Regions from separate parts of the Mus musculus genome. Here region 2 is linked to region 1. Evidence: chromatin contacts called from public HiChIP or PLAC-seq data. All regions are on one chromosome and are shown on one strand. The core of a region is the stretch at or near the end of the contact, and the rest is flanking DNA. Distances in the headings are between cores, read along the strand shown.

Region 1 (3,583 bases), core at 283-2,782:
AAAAGGAATTGTGAAGAGCCTGAAAAAAACTGTTTTGGGCATAACTTTCTCACTCTGCCATGTTTTGCTCTCTCTGCTGGCCAACTTGGAAAATCAATAAACATTAAGAGTAAATCTAATGTTTTATGGTCCACAGTAACGTGCCATCCTAAACACTTGTTTTTAGGAGGTTGATTTACAGATCAGATCCACAGTGTGTCAGGATAGCTTGCCTAGCAGAGGGCACAATTAATATTTAATTACTTTTTTTCCTTGTAGTTCATACTGTATACTGAATGATTGCATGGCCCCACAAATTCATGTGTTGAGACCCATAACCTACTGGTTAAATGGTTTGGAGCTAGGCTTGAGGGAGCTAATTTGGATTTAGTGAAAATGATTTTATTTTCCAAAGAATCTTCAAAAACACTCTTTGATAAACCTTATCTTAGTCCACTTCATCTTCCGTAACAAAACATCACTCATTGAGTGGCTTTTTAAAACAGCTTTTTCCTCCCTGTTCTGGATTCCTGAAGTCTGAGGTCACAGTGCCAAACCGGTTAAATTTTGGTGAGGGCTCTCTTCTTTGTTTGTAGATGCCTGTCTCAACTGTGGTTTTCTGGCCTTTTGTTTGGTGCCTGCAGGTGGAGAGGGAGGATGAGAGAAAAAATGGGAGGGGGTGCTGGGGGGGGGTAGAGGAAGAAAACATGGGCTAGAGGGTTTTCTTCTTATAACTACTATTATAAAGGCCTGCCCTCTGGACCTTGCTTAAATCTAGTCAGATCGCCCAGATCACCTCCAAAAACCATTGTACCCGTAGGTGAGAGTCTCAACACGCGAATCTGAAGCCACTCAAATGTTCAGTGTTTAACGGAAGCTGTGAGAAAGATCCTCAGTTGTGCCTGGTGCTGTGCTAGACTCTATTGTTTTGTTAAATCCTCACAGGAAACCTATTGTATTGGGTAAACCTTTTTTTCCTAATAAGGAAGCAGAGGTCTTAGGTTAGGTAATTTCCCCCAGGGTCCCACCACTATAGTGACCCAAGATCCAGTTAACATTCAAAAATGCCGTGCTCATAGTGTCTCTACCAGGATGCAATGCTGAACAGCTTGCTGGCTAACATAGAAGCCGCGCTAAGTCAGAGGAAAGCACAGGCAGTGTGTGTGCAAGATTGTCCCACAGTCCTCCCCACCCTGGCTTCTTTCACGGAGGTTTTAAGTACATTTGCTTTCTTTCCAAAATGTCTGTGTTCGTTCACGTTGATTTTACATGTCTTAGAAGTTTTGACTTTCTATCATTTAAATGATAATGCTTTCATTATGTGAGCGTATGCCATCTGTGTTGGCCAGCTTTATACTCCTGGGACAGAGGAGTGTTTCCTAAGGGGAAAAGTCACCCTTCAGGAGGAGGCCGTTGTTTTGACACTTGTTTCAGAGGTTTCGGTGGTTATTTGGCTCCCTGGTTTCTGGGCCTGTGGTCAGACAGAACATCATGGTGAGGAACGTGCATGTGGTAGAGCAAAGCAGATCCGCTTGCTCCTGTTGTCAGGGGAGCAAAGGGAGGCGGGAGGTGGAGCCTGGGATGGATTGTATCCCTCATGCTCATGTCTTCCAGGACCTGCTTGCCTTACCTAGACCTTCCTCCTGAAGTTTCCACTGCCTCCCAACCTCTCTCTAGGTTATTAATTTATAAATACCTTAATCTATCTGTGAGATCAATGCCTTCATGATCCAGTCACCTTCCAGACAGTCCACTGTCTGAAACCCTGTGGCATTGAGACTGCTTTTAACCCTTGAACTCCTGGGAATATTTGGGAGCCAATCCATGATACCATCAAAGTGAAAACTTCAACAAATACACACACCACCTATTGTTTTGTTTCGTTTTATCTTGATATAACTTACTGTAAGCAAGGTAGAAACTTTGCATATGTTTAATCAGATACCCACTGAGAATAGAATGATAATATTTTTCATGTTGAAAATTGATCTTTAGGATAGAAAAAAAATCTATAAATTAGTATTGTTAGCATACATTTCGTACTCAATTTAAAGAACAGAAAATATTATTTCCTGAAAGGTGTTTAATTAAGGTGAAAAGGAATCCCCCCCCCCATAAAGGCTAATACTGAGAATCATTTAGCTGGTCATACTGGCACATACTTGCAGTCCCAGTGCTGAGGAGGGTGAGGCAGGAGGATTACAAACAACTTTAAAGCCATTCTGAGCTATACAGTGAGATTCTGTCTCAAAATTTTTTTCCCTCCCTCCCTCCCTCCCTCCCTCCCTCCCTCCCTCCCTCCCCCTCTCTCTCTCTTTCTTTCCTTTCTCTTTCTGTTTCAGAGATTCTCTCAATTGAACCTGAGTTAATGTTTTCACCTAGACTGTCCGGGCAGTAGACTGAGCACCCTGCCCTGTCTGCACAGTCTCCAGCACTGGCCTGTAGACATGGGCACGATGCACAGCTCTTCTTGTGGGTTCTAGAAACCTGAACTCAGAGCCTCGTGCTTAGGGAAGCCGTTGGTGACAGATCTGTCTCTCCAGCCCCCTGTCTTTTCATAGCGTGTTTTGTTTTGTCTTTCATTTTATGTACTTGTTACTATATGTTCAAGAATTTTCAGTTTTCTATGTGTGTAAATAATGAAGAAAATATTCGAAGGTATCTTTTCACTGTCCCCTAGATTATGTGGTCATTTTGTTTTTCTCAAAGCATATTTTTAATGCTGCAGTATTTTTCATTGATGGCTGACAGTTGTTTTTAGCACATATTATTGTTCACTAATACAAATAAAGGTTGATAAGAGCTATATATTTGTGAGAAATTTCCAACTCACAAACGAAACTGAGACAATTCTTTTTTAAATAATGTGGGGTTTTTCATGTTTGTTGTTGTTGTTTTTTTTTTGTTTTGTTTTGTTGTTTTGTTTTTTTTTTTGTTTGTTTTTTTTGTTTTTTTTTTAGGGGCCAGAAAAGTGGCAGCGTTGATTAGAGCTAGCCGGCTTTCAGCGATGAAGAACTATGGGTGTTGATATTATAATCCTGGGAGACGTGGAGAGAACTTCTCACTTTTGAGGCCAAAATGCCATTTCCTCTGACATCTTCCTTATTCTGGTCTGACAGGGTTGTGGCCATTATGTTATTTGGAACGTTTATGTCTACTGTAGTGCTGACTTCATTCTGCTGTAGGGGATGTTTAAGTCTCTCTCCTTCCTGCTCTGTTTTCCTTTTCTGTGATCTCATCTACACACTCAGTTCAGCTCAGTGGAGTAGGGGACTAGGGAGCACCGCCTTGATACATTGTTCAGTTCAATGGACTGGGGGTTGGGAAGAGACTAGGGAATACCACAGTGATACATTGTTCAGTTCAGTGGACTGGGAAGACTTGCCGGGGTGGGGGTGGGATTACTAGGTACTATCACAGTGATAAGTTGTTTAGTTCAGTGGACTGGGGGACTAGGTAACGCCACACTGGGATAGTAAAATACCATCAGAGTTGTTGGCCTAGAAACAAAGAATAATTTCAGGTTTTGAATATTGGAGAATACCATGTTGGCAGTGTTTGTGTGAGAGTAATCTAGAAACCGGTTCTAGGCCAACTTAGAGGG
Region 2 (3,916 bases), core at 367-2,866, 560 kb after region 1:
TGTGTGTGTGCGCACACACACACACACACACACATACACCCCACAAATAAAAATAAGTCCTAAAAACAAGAATTCCAAAAAAGAAAGGGAAAAAACAAACAAATAAACAAAACCTCACCTTACTCAGTACTTGTCATGTGCAAGGCCTATTCTGGTCATTCCACAGACAACAAAACGGAGCCTCTATCCTAATAGAAAATCTCACCACCTCATCATATGGTTATATAATTAAAAACTGTAAAAGTGTTAGGAAGGGAAACAAATGCTGTGACAGGTGATAGGCCAGACTCATCATATCCAGAGGAAAGCTCTAAGGTGCTGTCAGTAGGAACTAGGGCTTCTCTCTCAAGGAAAAGGGTTCGTTAGAGATAACCCCGCTCCTGGCCGGGTGACTGACTGGTGAGTGGATTAGGAGTACGAGAGGGTGAGCAGGTGGTATTTCATTTCAAAGCATGATCCGGACAAGAATAATAACTGTGGTGTGTGGCAGAGCCAAGTTCTTCAGAGTCAAGCAACATATATAAAATCATATCTGGAAGTGTTCTAGTAAATTGAATACGTCTGTATATTCAGAAGTATTTTCCCTGGTTTAAAAAGTCACAAACCGACATGATAGAGCTGTTTTCTTTCTTTCTTTTCTTTTCTTTTTTTTTTTTTTAAACCATGTAAGATCTTTTAGATATCTCCAGGAATAAATAGAAACTGGCACAGTTACAATTGGTAAACAGGAAAAAAAAAATCACACACACACACACACACAAACACACACACACCAAACCAAAAAAAAAACCCAAAAAACAAATAGAGGCCTGACCATCAGCCACTGTCATGGATTAAAAATAAAGGCCATGACGTCAGTATTTATTTACATTATACACTTACATTTTTACCAAAGGCAGATAAGAAATATACTAAATTACCTCCCATATACTGTCTAAGACATTGAATAAAAGCATTTCTTACGTGTGATGAATTTTCCTATGCCACGTGAGACAGCTAATTCACGAGAGAATAAATTTCAGTAAATTAAAGGCATATGTTAACTTGGATTACTTACTAAGCTCATTCCAGCAGGATTTGGTTTGAAAACAGTATGTCTGCCGTGCACATTGATTATTATAGACAGCTGTCAGCTGAATAAAATGTATTTATCGATTCGGGGATCGTTAGGAAAAAACGTGCCTAAGTGGCTATCTTGCCTTTCACAGGGTGAGAGCTCCATTTACTTTATCTTTTAGTTTCATAGTTGTTCATCCACTAACAAAACTGGTTGTTTTTGTAGCTGTTGGGTTACTATCAAAGAGATGGCGGGAGAATGGAAGGAGTAAACAGAAAGAAAGGGGCGCCTTTCATCTGCTATTGAACTTCACACTTAATACATTAGTAACAGCTTATACTATCTCCTCTCTGCTTGGAACTGTGTCCCAAAATCATCCCCCCCCCCTTAAGTCCCCACTCCCTCTGAGAGCCTCAGCAGGCAGCTGCCAGCTCCTGAAATGTCTTTGCTATTTAAAAAAAAAAAAAAAAAAAAAAAGAACAGAAGTTGGGTAGGGCCTTGGCCTTTCCAGGAGAAAACAAAGCTGGGAGCCTGGGAGGCGCTGTACCGAGGAGGGCGTGGTCACAGGACCGCGGTGAAAGGTCCCCAAGCTGCCACTTCTTTCCCAGCTTAGGGCCTTGAACTTTTGAGTGCTGTTTTTAGAAACGCTAAATCAGGAACAAATACGTTCAGGGTATTTTGCTCTCCGTGTATCTTTTGCCAGCAGAGCAGCAAAAAGTTAAGGAACTACCAGGTAACGCTAAAGAGCCCTGAGTGGCCTTTCTATGGTGAGCTCAGTCTCAGAGTGCGAGACATCCATACAGGGGCTGCAGTCCCGCTGAAGGTGGGAATAGGGGCGGAAAGGCAACCTTGGTACCCTCGGATACCACCACCACCACTATCAACAACAACAACGCCTTAAGTACCCATCCAAAAAATAAGGACCACAGGGTTCCTGGCTATTGTTACTGGCATTTGTATGCTTAAATTCAGGCAACTGAGCAGCTTTGACTACAGGTTCACTCTCTCTAAGCAGCAGGACCATAAATCACACCCTACTTTTTACTCCTACTCTGATTTACTACATGAGTGATAGGTTGGTGTTTTTAATCCAAGCAAAGGACTGTGCAACCAAAGAGGAACTTAATTCTAACTCACAGGGTAATCAAAAAAGGTATGCTACAATGCTGCCACCACATTCCTCTCAAGGGCAAAGTAAAGAGGCGAACTAGAAAGCCAGTTGGATTGTTTATCCCCTTAAAAAATATACCATTATGTATGTGTCCTGAGGTCATTGCTGGGTTTCCCTCTGTATTCTCTTACACTGTGGACTAACTCCATCATAACACTCACTGCCTTTGGTCATTTCTTTCCTTCACTCAAGAGACATAATTCCTACTACGTTCCCTCATATCTCTGACTCCTAGCAGTTCATGTTGATGCCAAAGTTCAGGAACTCCTTGTCGAAAGTGTGAGTCAATAGATGGGTGAGTGGATGGATGTGTGAGTGGACAGGTGGGTGAATGGAGAAATGGATAGATGGAGGGATGGATGGATGGATGAATGGATGAATGGATGGATGGATAGATGGATGATGATAGATAGTGAGCAAGGGGGTAGGTGAACAGGTGGATGGATGGATGGATGCATGGATGGATGGATGGATGGACGGACAGATGGATGGATGGAGAATAGATGGGTAGCAAGCAGGGAGGTGGATGGGTGGATGAATGTCAAGCATCTTAAAATATACACTAGGCGGAAGATAATAGTTCTTTAATTGATTATTTGGCACCACAAATTTCTAACACATTCCTAAAAGCATACACTATCCCACTCACCTTCAAGTTGCCCTGTGATGTAAATAATGTTCATCTCACTGGTTGATAAAAATCCTGAGACTCAGGAAATAGATTTTATAAAGGCTTATAAGGAATAAGCCTCATAACCAGGACTTAAACCCCATCCAAGCTGACTCCTGAGTTTGTCTCTTATCAACTTTATTATATTTCCTCTGTTTTGTTCTCTGTTTTTCTGAGAGATCTTATAGGCAAATTTTCAACTAGCTGTATTTATTATCAGCTCCTGTAGCTGAAATAAATGTTTAACTTTGGATGCACAAAGTTCTTTGAAAATGTGTCAGTCCACTATTTCATGAAGAGTTGTGCTTCCTGCTAGAAAATCCTCCAGAGAAGCTGCATCTCCTGTCTCTTTCCTGAAAACGTTTTAAAGAGGCAATGCCCGTTATAGATGTATTCCTACAGACATACACTGTGGACAGAATCTGTATCTCCCTTAACAATGATGAAAATGTATTGTTTGAATGGGGCTTGGGCTAGCTCAGTGGTAGAGTACTTGCCTAGCAAGCACAAGGCCCTAGGTTCTATCCTCAGCTCTGGGGGAATAAAATCATCCTCGGAAAGGAACCTGATGTGGCATCTTCTGCTTAAAATTTTGGTACTGTTAATTTAGATTTTCTTCCAGCAGAATACATTCCCAATCAACAATACACTACTAAAAAGAAATCATTTGCACTCTAAGAGTATGCTTACGGTGCAGTGAAATGGCTCAGCTGGTAAAGGTCCCTGCTGCCCAGCCCAGTGGCCTAAATTAAATGCCTGGAACCCACCTAAAGGTAGGAGGGAAAAACAACTCCAGGAAGTTGTACGCACCCACACAACACACAGTGATGATGATAATCAGAAAAGGTTATGTAATCTTCACTCATGAGGTTCATGTCTAATGACAAGCAGAAGTCAAGGACTTGCACCGTTCTGTCTGACAAAACTTGGACAGTCTCAGAAAGGTAACTATAGCACTTCTTTTCCCTCATTTGTGGTTTCTAAGTTTTATTTGGACACCAAATAAAGGTATCTGTGC

What was found. HiChIP or PLAC-seq counts read pairs in DNA pulled down with a chosen protein or histone mark.
Region 2: a contact with region 1 is called in an H3K27ac HiChIP or PLAC-seq map of extraembryonic endoderm stem cells, with 5 times the contacts expected there. The contact joins two enhancer-like sites. A contact is called at or near these places in 1 of 39 promoter capture datasets (cranial neural crest) and 1 of 115 datasets of contacts at active chromatin or transcription factors (extraembryonic endoderm stem cells).

Annotation. Positions count from the first base shown.
Region 1 is chr10:93,165,074-93,168,656 of GRCm38.p6, forward strand. All of the region lies in intron 1 of Cdk17 (cyclin-dependent kinase 17), which reads left to right. Among named protein-coding and RNA genes, the nearest start is that of Mir1931, 4.1 kb to the left of the region's middle. Within about 2 kb of position 1,533, at least 184 of the 459 cell types and tissues checked have an H3K27ac peak or open chromatin away from gene starts, as enhancers often do. A contact at or near this core is called in extraembryonic endoderm stem cells, where this site is marked.
Region 2 is chr10:93,722,740-93,726,655 of GRCm38.p6, forward strand. All of the region lies in intron 5 of Ntn4 (netrin 4), which reads left to right. Among named protein-coding and RNA genes, the nearest start is that of Gm15915, 41 kb to the left of the region's middle. Within about 2 kb of position 1,617, at least 21 of the 459 cell types and tissues checked have an H3K27ac peak or open chromatin away from gene starts, as enhancers often do. A contact at or near this core is called in extraembryonic endoderm stem cells, where this site is marked.